Regions from separate parts of the Mus musculus genome. Here all the other regions are linked to region 1. A link is a contact called in public Hi-C and HiChIP or PLAC-seq data. All regions are on one chromosome and are shown on one strand. The core of a region is the stretch at or near the end of the contact, and the rest is flanking DNA. Distances in the headings are between cores, read along the strand shown. Region 1 holds the start of Eif2ak2 (eukaryotic translation initiation factor 2-alpha kinase 2). Region 2 has its middle 71 kb from the start of Atl2. Region 3 has its middle 47 kb from the start of Rmdn2.

Region 1 (3,714 bases), core at 876-3,375:
CAAACTGCAAGTTGCTTCAGGATAAATCCCTCTTCGTCTACTCTGGGTACTCCATGCATGCAGGCCTCTAGAGGTGCTTCCCTCAAGAGACATGACATTATACTTCTACTTAACACCATCGTTGAGGCAAAGCTAAGCTGTCTGTTTTTGTACCATACAGATTTTTCTGTTGCAGGGTCATAAGCAGTCACGTGAAACTAACAGGAGGATGTAGAGAACATTCTAGAAAGATTGACCTATCTGTAGCGTCTCAGTCATCCTACCACTTAGGAGGAAGAGGCAGGAGGCTTGCTACAAGTGTGAAGTCAGCCGAGCTTTAAAAGTTCTAGATCACTTAGGGCTTCAATCAGACCTTGACTCCAACCATCAAGCAAAGCAACAGGAACACACCTGCTGGCTTGCTCAGCTGGTAGTGTCTGCTTCCCATGGTCTCTTCCCCAACACTACAGTGACTAGGCATTGTGGTATGGATCTTGGAGGTGAACACAGGAAAACTGGAAGTTCACGGTCACTTTTAGCTTCACGACAAATTTGAAGCCAGTCTATACTACATGCCAATCTCAAAACAAAACACTCACCAACTCGTGGAGAATATTGGGAGTTGATAAGATTGGGTGTACATCACTTGCACACTTGCTCCCTAACCATTCGCCTCCAGAAAGATCCAGAGGCACCCCTTTCAGTGGCTAACACTTCAGCTAGATGTTCCAAGACCCCGAAGAAATTATGGTGATCATGGGTCTTTGGAAATGCCAAGAGTAAACCACCTAGAATGGAATAGGTAGAGTGAGCAGAATGGCATCCATTGTGAATGTTCAGTAGAGAAATGTCTGCAGAGATCTCGCTGTCAGCTTCTCCCTAGGTAGTCGGGTGTTCATTTAAGGTGCTATAGTAGGGAGCGGGAGTTTATCGAGGCTGATCTGGTCACGGGCTTTTCACATTAGAGACCTCAAATTACACCCAGGATCCACGCTACAAGAAAAGTTAGGCTGTTGTTCTCCTACCTTACAGGAAAGGAAGAAGAAAGGAGTGGGCACAGCAATGTTGACTGTGAAATTGGGGGCTCTGTCTTGGGACTTTTCCATCTCTCACCAGTTGCCATGTTGGGAGTACAATTTCCCGGTTCTAATTCTAGCTCCTGAGTTCTCCTCATAGGGATGGTGCTCAGCTCAGAGTGCAGGCATGAAGATGTGTCACTGGGCAGTGTGCCACAAGCTAAACCCTCAAGTCCTGGGCCAGCAAGTTCCATTATGGGAGTGTGTTACAGTCTTACAGGAAGGTAGGATTGCTTTTCTTTTCTTTTTTTTTTTTTAATTTTGTTTTAACCCGTATACGAGTTCACTATAGCTGTCTTCAGACACACCAGAAGAGGGCATCGGATCCCATTACAGATGGTTGTGAGCCACCATGTGGTTGCTGGGAATTGAACTCAGGACCTCTGGAAGAGCAGTCAGTGCTTTTACCTGCTGAGCCATCTCTCCAGCTCAGGCAAGGTTCCTTATTAAGCAGGGACTGCTGGTGTTGGCCTTGTGATAAAACATTCCTTGTGGCCTTTCTGGGAGCAGGTGGATCTTAACAGGGGCCTGGCCTGGTGAGTGATATGCAACAAGGGGCTAGCAGGTAACTGCTGAGGGCTGGACAAATAGATTTAAGAGAGAATTCTTCAACCCTCTGGCCAATGTTGTCAAGATGGCTATGTCCTCCTTGGCATGGCAGTGTGAAAGGGGAAGGAGACTAACGTTTACAAACCTGGACTTCAATTGTCACAGACATAGCTTGGCTGGACCCTCTGAGAGGCGAGTTACTCAGTATCTCCCACTGCACATCGGAATTCGGTAGCATCCATGTGCCCAGTTGCTTCCTCAAAGTTTGTTTTGAAAAGTAGATTGTGATCATTGATCCAGGAGCAGGAGGCTTGGGTTTCTCCTTCTTCTTCCTGCAGAGCTTTCCCAGAATGGAAGCCAGGAAGTGTCCGAAACCTGGAGAAGCTGGCAGTTACTGCAGTTGCACAGGAGAGGGGAGGCGGGCCCGGACCTTGGCTCCCGCGCTGGGGTACAGAGGCGACACGCCTACCTGACTTCTCGCGGGTGCGAGCCGGTGCGGGAGGGGCCCAGAGCAGTGTGGGAAGGCGGAGTCCGCCGGGAAAACGAAACAGAAGAGAACCGGCCAGGCCCGGACTTCCATGGGCAGCAGCAGCGGCAGGGAACGGAGGGCGAATAGATTTCAGAGCCTGCACCTGAAGTACAATTCGAATCCTGCTCCAGGGAGCGAGCCACTGTCCGGATCCAGAAACTTTGGTAAGACCTGAGGGCTATTTTCCCACTCCTGGATAGCGGTTGCAGGAAAAGGGACCCAGAAGGAAAATGACAAGCCCAATGACTTAAAACTCTGGAGGGAACTCTAGAAGCCTGAATGACCCAGAGACTGAATTCTGCGCCAAGACTTTGTGCTGCACAGTCATGGCATTCCAATTAGCTGTCCTTTGTGACAAGCGGGTCCTGCTCCATCCTCCACCAGCCGCTATGGTCAGGCAACCCCCCCCCCCGCGCCTCCCCCTCCCCTTCCCCCTTCTTCTCCCAACTCCCCCGCCCAGTGCCCACCACTTTCAGACTTACTTGGTGGTTCTGGGCCACAGCCAAATACCCTCCAACTCCTGCCTTCATGCTGCCTGTTTCTACTTCCTGGAAAGCCCTTTCCACCTCACCCCACCCCCAAGTGACTTCCTGGGCAGATCTGTCTATCCAGTCCTTTTCACAGAGCCAATGATATGAATTACCTTCCCTAAGCTAGAAACTCCACTCTGCCCTCATAGCCAGCGCCCCCCGTCCCCTGCCCCATATTTTTCTCAATCTTCCAACTAGTACTTAGTACTAGAATTAGTCTTTTTCCTTCTACCAGTAAGATCCCAAGAGCAGTTTTCATTGGCTTGTATAAGCCTAGCACCTGATCCCTGACAGGTGCTCGTTCCATGTATGTTAAGTGGATGGTAATTCATAAATAACCTTGAATTCTAGAGAAACGGGATTCCCTGTTGCACCTTTAGTACTAACCGTGCCTTGCCCCCTGGAGTTAAAGACACTCTCAGGGCAGAGTGTGTGCTTGTTTTTCAGCTTGCCCTGCGGCCCTGGAGGGACCCAAACACTGTGTGCAGCTTGCTCCTTTATATATCATATACTAGCTGAATGCATGTTGTATGGGAAGCAGCGACTGGAGGGGCTCAGCCTTCTGGGGTCCTACAGTCTTCAGGAAGGAGAAAGATCAGGGTCTTCAGGATATAGGTGAGACAAGCAGGTGGCATTTGTTGGTGCATGTGATGGGCTGCTCTTTGGGTGAGCGACTGAGAGCTGAGAGCAGCTTCCTGGTAAGCATCCTGATTCCTTTATAGGAATCCCACCTGTCAATACAGTGGTGAGGTGGAGTGATTCTAGTTGCCCCTGCAGCATCACAGAAGGCCAGCCCATCCTGAGAGGTGAATAAAATTGCTCCCTAGACAAAGGGTTCCAACTCCTGGGAGCATGGATTGGACCGTACCTAGCCATTCATTCCCCAGTGGACTTATTCATTCATTTGTACCAAGCCCTTATTATAGTTCTGGTACCTTCATTCCTTTTTCAGTTACAACTGTTATATTGATTTTTAAAAAGAATTTATTGGGGGCTGAAGAGATGGCTCAGCGGTTAAGAGCGCTGACCACTCTTCCAGAAGATCTGAGTC
Region 2 (3,714 bases), core at 524-3,023, 940 kb before region 1:
TTGGTCCCATGGAGGCATGTTTCTCCAGGGTAGGGGGATCCTAGAAGGGTGAGGCGGGAGTGGGTGGGTAAGGGCGCACCCTCTCAGAGGCAAAGGAGAGGGGGATGGGATGGGGGATTTTCAGAGGGAAGACCAGGAAGGGGGACAACATTTGTGATGTAAATAAATAAAAAAAGCAGTGAATAAAAAATTATAAAAACCACAAACTGGAAAAAAAAAAAAACCAGATCAACATACAAACTCCCCACAAGGATACGCACAGCCTATGTATGGGACTTTACACACCTAAGAAACAATGGCTTCTGATCTCCTGTTAGTCTATGCTCCAATGGCCCAGCAGAGGGAGCGACGGTGAGAGGTGTTGTTTGTCTTTCAGGGTTGTAGGGAACCATGGTGAAGCTCCCACGATGGTGGGCAATGCTCTATCCATCCATGGACTTCCATGCAGAGCCTGCCTAGCCTGGCAGAAGCAAGCTTCTGGCTCTCCACACAGCCTGCAGGAGAGCGATGCTTCTTCATAGGACAGAAGGATCTGTGTGCAGTCAAGGATGGTGGTCACGATGAATGGCATCAAGGGTCAAGGGGGCTCCCAGCCAGCAGATGTGCTATTGCAGCTTCAGCCCACCCACTCTTCCCTCATTACCTTGTAGTCACACAAAACAGAGCAACAGCTATTGAGGGAGGTAGACCATTTGATGAATTACGAGTTGGGGATAATAAAGAAAATACAAGTGACACCCCAAACCTGGAGGATGAGAGCTCCAGGGTTAAGTATTCAGAGCCTCTTCGGGAAAGGACATGTCAGGGAGGCAGCCGCTGATTCCCACCACTGATGCCCTAGCTTGTGGGGCTCACGGACCGCAAGGAATTGGCACTGAACTGGTGAGATGGAGCATGCTCGAACCTGGGATATCTCAAACTTGAGACCGGAAGGAGTGGGTTAATTCTCTCCCTGTCTCTATGCCTGCCTTGGAGTATGTACCCCAGAGACCCTCAACCAGGTTGTCACAGGCAGCGTACCCAGCAACTGGAATGCCTCTACATGCTATTGAGAGCTGCTTCATTAAAGATCATCGGAGAAAGCCTTCACTTAAAGAAGCCATCGTAACGAAGATTCTCGAAGGAGGTTCCCCTTCCTTCCAGCCCCACCCCCACTATCCCACTCCCAGGGTCCCCACCTCCATCCCAGTCCCAACTGGTCTGGGATCCCTCTTGTCCCAGACTTTACCCCCCTCCTGGCCTGGTGGTCAGTGGTGTCTGACGCCTGGAGGAAAGAGGCAGATTGCGCGAACCCACCCTCTTCAGGATTTCTCCCTGTCTTCTACAACCCTGTGTACCGGGCACCTGCCCACCGTGAAAGGAGAGGTGGAACCTTGTACCACAGCTGGCACTCAATGTGGTCCAACCAACTGACGCATACCACAGCTGGTGCCCACAGGATCCAACAGAACCTCCAGTTTGAGCAACAGATGCCTGGGAAACCTCAGGTTCAGGACATTGTCAACTGAGGTGAAGCTGTGATGTTGCCAGAGACTTGGCATCACATTGAGAGCCATGCAAGCCTATTATGCAGAGAAACGGCATCCTCTGCTCTTTCCACAGCTGAACCACCGATTCTGGACACTCCTTTGCTGGGAGGCAACAAAGACACATTCACAGGGGTTGGCTCTCTTCCTTGCATCTGCACCAGGGAAGCCAGTCACGCCAGGCTGGCCTGCTGGGACCAGCTGTCAAGTGTAGTCCAGTGCCCAGGTCTTTCCACTGCTTCTTCTCACAGATCTCTCCTCTGGGATGCCCACACATGTGACTTCTGGCAGCGCTCACTAATGACACCTCTGCTTGTGGTTTCTGCTTGGCCTCCGGGAAAGCTTTGTTTTGTTTGAGGACACTGAGCCAGGAAACAGAAATACTTTTTTTTTCTCTGTAAGCCACAGAGAGATCTTGTGATCAAGCCAACAGGAATGCCACAATAATATTCAATGGGGGTCTAGCAATCTGTTAGGTGCCATGCCAGCTCTTGGAGACACAAAGATGAGAAAGAATGGAAACTTCTTTTTGTTATGTACTTGGGCAAAGGGCACAGCCTCGAGTTTTGGTATCCGGAAACAATGTTGGAAAATCTGGGTTTGTCATCTGGCTCTGCCAGGAAATTACAGTCTGAATTTCCTTAGCCACTTAATTAGCAAAGAGTATAGATGGGTAATTGGAATATTTCTGTGCTCTCTGAAGACACTGGCCACTTGGTCTCCTGCTTTATTTAAATTATCATGTCATATTGGATATATGTAAAAATGTGAGAGTCACACAGTTAAGTGATGGCGTTCAGGAGCAATGGTAGCCCCTGTGAGCCTTCCCTCCAGCATACCACCAACATGATCATTTCAGCTGATGGCTTAATCTCCTTAGTCACCTCCCAGACAGCAGCCTTCTAAACTTTATTTATTGCCAATCCTTGGTATTAAAATAATTTAACATGAGCTTCTCCTAGCAGAATAGACTTACAGAAATCTTGTGCACATACAAAAGAGTGTCTCCAGGGTAGGATTGCTAGGCAACAAATATATGAATATTCAACTCACTTCTTCTGGTTGTATTTAAACTCCCACTAACACAGTCTGAAAATTCCAGTCCACTCACGAACATGCCAAGCCCTTGATGATATCATACTTTGTGATTTTTGCCAAACCAGTGGGTGAAAATGGTATTCATTGGTGTCTTAACTAGTATCTGATTGCTAATTAGCCTGAATATTACTTGTGCATAGACAACAATTCACGTTTCCTGCTTTGTGAGCCCTTTGAGGTGTCTTCCCTCCATATTTCTCTTTTGGATAGTTTGGCTTTGTACTTCATAACTTATTTGTTGGACTTAGAAGAGATTTTTCAAAAAGTAACTTCCATAAGCAGGTTATAGGTCTTACATATAGTGTAAATATCTTCTGGCTCGTGTTTTTCCTGATCACCCCCCACCCCACACACACACACACACATCGGGTCTATTGTTAAATGAGATTCTCAGGGGTAGAGATGTATCTCAGTTGTTAAAAGCATTTGCTGCTCTTACCCAGCACTCACCTGGCTATTCATAGTCAACTGTAACCCCAGTTTTGCTGCCCTCTTCTGACCACTGCATTTGCAAGCCGTGTAATTGGTGCACATACACATATGCAAGCAAACACATAATATTAAAATAAATAAATCCTTTAAAAAAATAACTCTTGATTTGAGCATAGCCCCTTCCCCAGTGATTAGCACTTGTGTCTCTTTAAGAACCTTTTATCAAAAAAAGGACCTTTTATTGTCTTGAGGTTCTTCTAGATAATCTTAAATAGTGTTATCATTTTGCCTCTTATACCTAAGTGCTAAGAGTTAAGGGGAAAGGATTTGAATTTCCTGTGTGGTGTAAAGCAGGGTTAATTTTGTCATAGACTTCGTCCATATAGTGACTAATGGCTCTGCAGCATTTCTTGGGGAATTCTTGCTTTGGAAGTCATCACAATGGTTCTCTGATGTCCTCACATGAATCTACCCCATCTCGTTCTTTATCTATGTCTCTGCCCATACAACAGCCACTTTCATTATGCCAATTTTATATATGCCTTGATTGTCTTTCTTTCTAGGAGTTACCTTATTTTGAAGTCTTTGCTTGTTGTGTAAATTTGAGACTCACTGGCCAAGCTCCTCAGTTATTCTGGTTGGCTTTGCATTGGAATTG
Region 3 (3,714 bases), core at 424-2,923, 690 kb before region 1:
GGACACTAGGAGGCCTTAGACTTAGAGGGACAGTCTCTATGACTCTCTCCTGCTCTACTGTCTCCAAATCCTCTCGCCTAAATCAAGTCACAGGAATTGGGGTTGTTGTCCTCTAAAGCAAGTCATAACATCTGGAAAGGTAATTTTCTTTCTCCTCTTCCTTGCAGACTCTGATTACCCAAGAGGAAAGGGTGCTTCATGCTAGGCCAAGAAGGATCAGGACAGACCTTTTTTGCTGGCTGCCTACTTGATATCAGTCTACTGGTGTCAGATTATATTCTGTTCTCCAATCAGATTTACACACAACTGACTCCAATACCTGGAGGAAGCAAAGAAGAAGAAGAAAAGGAGGAGGAGAAGGAAGAGGAGCAGAGAAGAAGAGGGGGAAGGAAAAGGAGGGGGAGGGGAGCAGGAGGAGTAGGAGGAGAAAGAGGAAGTGGGGAAAGAGGAAGAGGAGGAGGAAGAAAAAACATTTTTTCCTGAGTCCTTGAGTTTCATTATCAAAGCTTCCACCCCCCATATTTTATTAAATAGACATTTGGTGCTTCCTTTCTTTAAGCCTGTTTGCTGTTGGTACAGAAGTGTCAGCCATGACCCTTTATGATGAAGAAAGTCTCACACCTGTCTACCCTGTGATCACAAATCTCCATTGTCCATTTGATGGGACTTAGAATCACATGATACTAAAAGTCTGCCTGTGCCTACGAGGGAGCTTCTGGACTAGGTTAATTGAAGTGGGAAGACCGGCTCTAACTGAGGGCACCATCCTCCCATGGGCCTGGCTCTGAATGAATATGACGGAGAACAGGACATGAGGACCAATGTCCAGCTGTCTGTGTTTCCTGGCTGAAGATGCAATGTCACCAGCTGCCTCTGGCCCCTGCCTCTCTTCTCTGCCTTGATGAACTATTTTAGAGGATTCCCGGACTTATTCTTTTAATAACACAAGTAAGCAAACTTAGACCAAATCTGCAATATGGTTCACTTATCCAAGTACAAAGGTCAGAATTCATACTAACATGTAAAAAGCAAGTCTTCGTTGGAGGACCTGAGGTGAGCATGCCCTGGGATTTATGAGGTGGGTATTCTGAGTCCTGTTTTGTGATGTAACGTATGAGATGAGAATAACTGTGGAACCAGGTGAATAACTGGACCTACTCCCAGCCTTAGCTTAGCTACATCATCCTGGCATTGGCACCTGCCATCTTAGAGACTATCCATCTCTCAGATGGCTGAGAAGAAGGCTCCTGGCATAGTCTGGCATCTACCATCCTCCCAAGCAGACACCATATTACTCTAGAAGTTTTTGTTATGCTTGCTTTGGAAGTAAATTTTACCCATTGTTTAGTTAGCAAAACCACTTCCTAAGTATAATTGTTCAAGTCTTACAGATGTGAAGGCTGTGCCTAAGAGAAAATGTGTAGCTATTGAGCTGTTCCCTGAGTTTATTTTTATTTTAATTAATACTGCTTCCAAAGGTGGAGGTCTGCAACATTACATAATTACGAATGACTATATGACTATATGACTATACAGGTTGCTTAAGGATATAATACAAAATAAAACCATGACTAAGAATCTATATTTATTAATAAGTCCCAGATCATGAAATTGCTTTTCCCTTCCTAAACCCAGATATTCAATGACAAGTTGCTACTTCCTAATTTTAGTACTTGACAGTAGATGGCACTGCTGATTGTCAAAAGATACAAACATTTCCCTGTATATACCAATCTCTTCTTTTTTAGCCATTAAAAAAACCATCAGAACAAAACACACACACACACACACACACAAATGGTATAAAAGTAAATATTTTTATTCCAATGAGAGGTTAAAATTAAGCACATAATTGAGCTGGACATTTATGTGAGTTATGCATAGTTTATTTGAGATGCTAGGAGAAACCATAGTATGATCAGCGGCTCTCAATCTGTGGGTTGCAATCTCCTTGGCAAACCTTTATCTCCAAAAAATGTACATTATGATTTATAACAGTAACAAAATTACAGTTATGAAATACCAACAAAAAATTTTTTTTGGTTGAGTGTCACCACAATCTGAGGAGCTATAGAAGAGGGTCACAACATTGGGAAGGTTGAGAAGTGGGTACAAGTTCTCATTATCAAGAGTAAAAGTAAAATTTCATTACCAACACAAGCAATTTATTTCTGTACCATAACTTTAGGAAAAAAATGGATATTATCACAACTGAATTTAGTTGTCAAGAACAAACCAGAAAATAAAACGAAAGCACTCACCCATGGGCTCTGGAGTCTTCCAGATGGCATACAAGGATGCAGTGTGTAAAATAAGAACAAAACAAATACGTGACCTGAACTTTGGGTAAGTCACTCAGTGTTTCATGACAGGGGTCTCTCATCTGTAGACAGAACTGCTTATCTCTTGACCAATTTACATGACAATTGCAAGGATCAATTAATTGTAACATTGTAGCTTAAAATATTATATGTCATTGGTGGAACAGATCCTGTATTGGTTACTTTTCTAGTCACTGTGACAAAATGTCTGACAGAAGCAACTTAAGGAAGGAAAGACTTATTTCAGCGCATGATTTCAGTCCATCATGGCAGAGAATTATGGTGGACCCACTCACCGTACAGCTGGATGGAAAGTGCATCGCAGACCAGAACCAGAACCAGATATAATTGTAGGGTATAAGGTCTTAACCCATTTCCTCTTGAAAATTCTTAACAGAACTCCACCAATCCCTCAGCATAAAAGTCCTCTAATCCATGAGCACGAAAACCAACCAATCTCAGAGCACAAAAACGCGCTAATTCCCCTCATTGTGAAATCCCACCAATCCCTGGTCTTGCTCCGAGTACAGGACTTGAAACCTCACTAGTTCTCACTCTGCAAATCTCTACCCCGGGGAACTCCTCCCCGTCAAGCCCTATATAAACCTGACTCCTGCCCCATTCCCTGCTGCATCTATCTGCCCACAGCCCAGCAGAGGTAGCCACCTCGTGTCTTTCCCAATAAATCTCGTCTGTGAGGTTTGTTGTGTGGTGTGACTTGGTGGATATTTCTTGGCTCCAAGATGCCAGGGTACCTTCCTTCTCTGAGCTGTAATGTTTCCATCAGAGAAACCTTCCCTTTAGAACTATTACCTTCTCCTTCCTCTTAGAGCTATGACACCTTCATCAGAAAGCCCGCCCACCCCCCACCCCCTCCACCCCACTAGAGCTATAACATCTCCATAGAAGCTTTTGCTTTAGAGCCTTGTCACCTCTACCAGAAAAGCTTTTCCCCACAGAGCTGTAACACTTAAAATAACCTTCCAGGCTTGCCTCTAGTAAATGCCCGCTGCCAGCAAGGTCCAACAACCAACGTTTCCATAACGTCCCACAACAGCACCCACTAGCCAGGGGTGGAATCTTCTCTAGAGAATAGTTCATATTAAACCATAACAGACGCCACAAAGCATCTTAAAGCTCTCTGTGGGCTTTCAGGAAAGGCATAGCTAATGACTGTAGTTCTCCACTATTTCCTATTCAGAGTTAAGTCTTGTAATCTTTACCTCCCCCTTTCCCCCCCCACACACCCCAGCATCCCAGGGCCAGTCTTAGCTTCTCAGATCTCACCAGGTAGGACCTGTTACATGTTCCATTACTTGGTCAGGAGTTAAGGGACCTAGATTTCCTTGTTATTGAATGTTGCTTTGCCAGCTTTTTGCTTAGATCAGTGGTT

The links. A called contact is a pair of places that touch in the nucleus more often than the background predicts. HiChIP or PLAC-seq counts read pairs in DNA pulled down with a chosen protein or histone mark.
Region 2: a contact with region 1 is called in an H3K27ac HiChIP or PLAC-seq map of stem cell-derived neural progenitor cells, with 3 times the contacts expected there. The contact joins the enhancer-like site here to the promoter of Eif2ak2 in region 1. A contact is called at or near these places in 3 of 39 promoter capture datasets (the HPC-7 cell line, embryonic stem cells and hippocampal neurons), 2 of 484 Hi-C or Micro-C datasets (bone marrow-derived macrophages and embryonic fibroblasts), 5 of 115 datasets of contacts at active chromatin or transcription factors (bone marrow-derived dendritic cells, bone marrow-derived macrophages, embryonic stem cells and 2 more) and 1 of 9 other capture datasets (embryonic stem cells).
Region 3: a contact with region 1 is called in a Hi-C map of bone marrow-derived macrophages, with 20 read pairs. The contact joins the enhancer-like site here to the promoter of Eif2ak2 in region 1. A contact is called at or near these places in 15 of 39 promoter capture datasets (the 3T3-L1 cell line, 3T3-L1-derived adipocytes, the C10 cell line and 11 more), 1 of 15 datasets of contacts at CTCF or cohesin (pro-B cells), 33 of 484 Hi-C or Micro-C datasets (B cells, CD4 T cells, CD8 T cells and 23 more), 12 of 115 datasets of contacts at active chromatin or transcription factors (CD8 T cells, acute myeloid leukemia, bone marrow-derived dendritic cells and 7 more) and 3 of 9 other capture datasets (adipose tissue, embryonic stem cells and macrophages).

What each region holds. Positions count from the first base shown.
Region 1 is chr17:78,880,983-78,884,696 of GRCm38.p6, reverse strand. It overlaps Eif2ak2 (eukaryotic translation initiation factor 2-alpha kinase 2), which reads left to right and starts at 2,125. Exons shown (of 16, transcript NM_011163.4): 1 at 2,125-2,297. It overlaps Gm26637, which reads right to left and starts at 2,813. Exons shown (of 2, transcript XR_876974.2): 1 at 2,616-2,813.
Region 2 is chr17:79,823,465-79,827,178 of GRCm38.p6, reverse strand. No RefSeq gene overlaps it. Among named protein-coding and RNA genes, the nearest start is that of Atl2, 71 kb to the left of the region's middle. Within about 2 kb of position 1,773, at least 74 of the 459 cell types and tissues checked have an H3K27ac peak or open chromatin away from gene starts, as enhancers often do. A contact at or near this core is called in the HPC-7 cell line, embryonic fibroblasts and stem cell-derived neural progenitor cells, where this site is marked.
Region 3 is chr17:79,566,585-79,570,298 of GRCm38.p6, reverse strand. No RefSeq gene overlaps it. Among named protein-coding and RNA genes, the nearest start is that of Rmdn2, 47 kb to the left of the region's middle. Within about 2 kb of position 1,673, at least 3 of the 459 cell types and tissues checked have an H3K27ac peak or open chromatin away from gene starts, as enhancers often do. A contact at or near this core is called in bone marrow-derived macrophages, where this site is marked.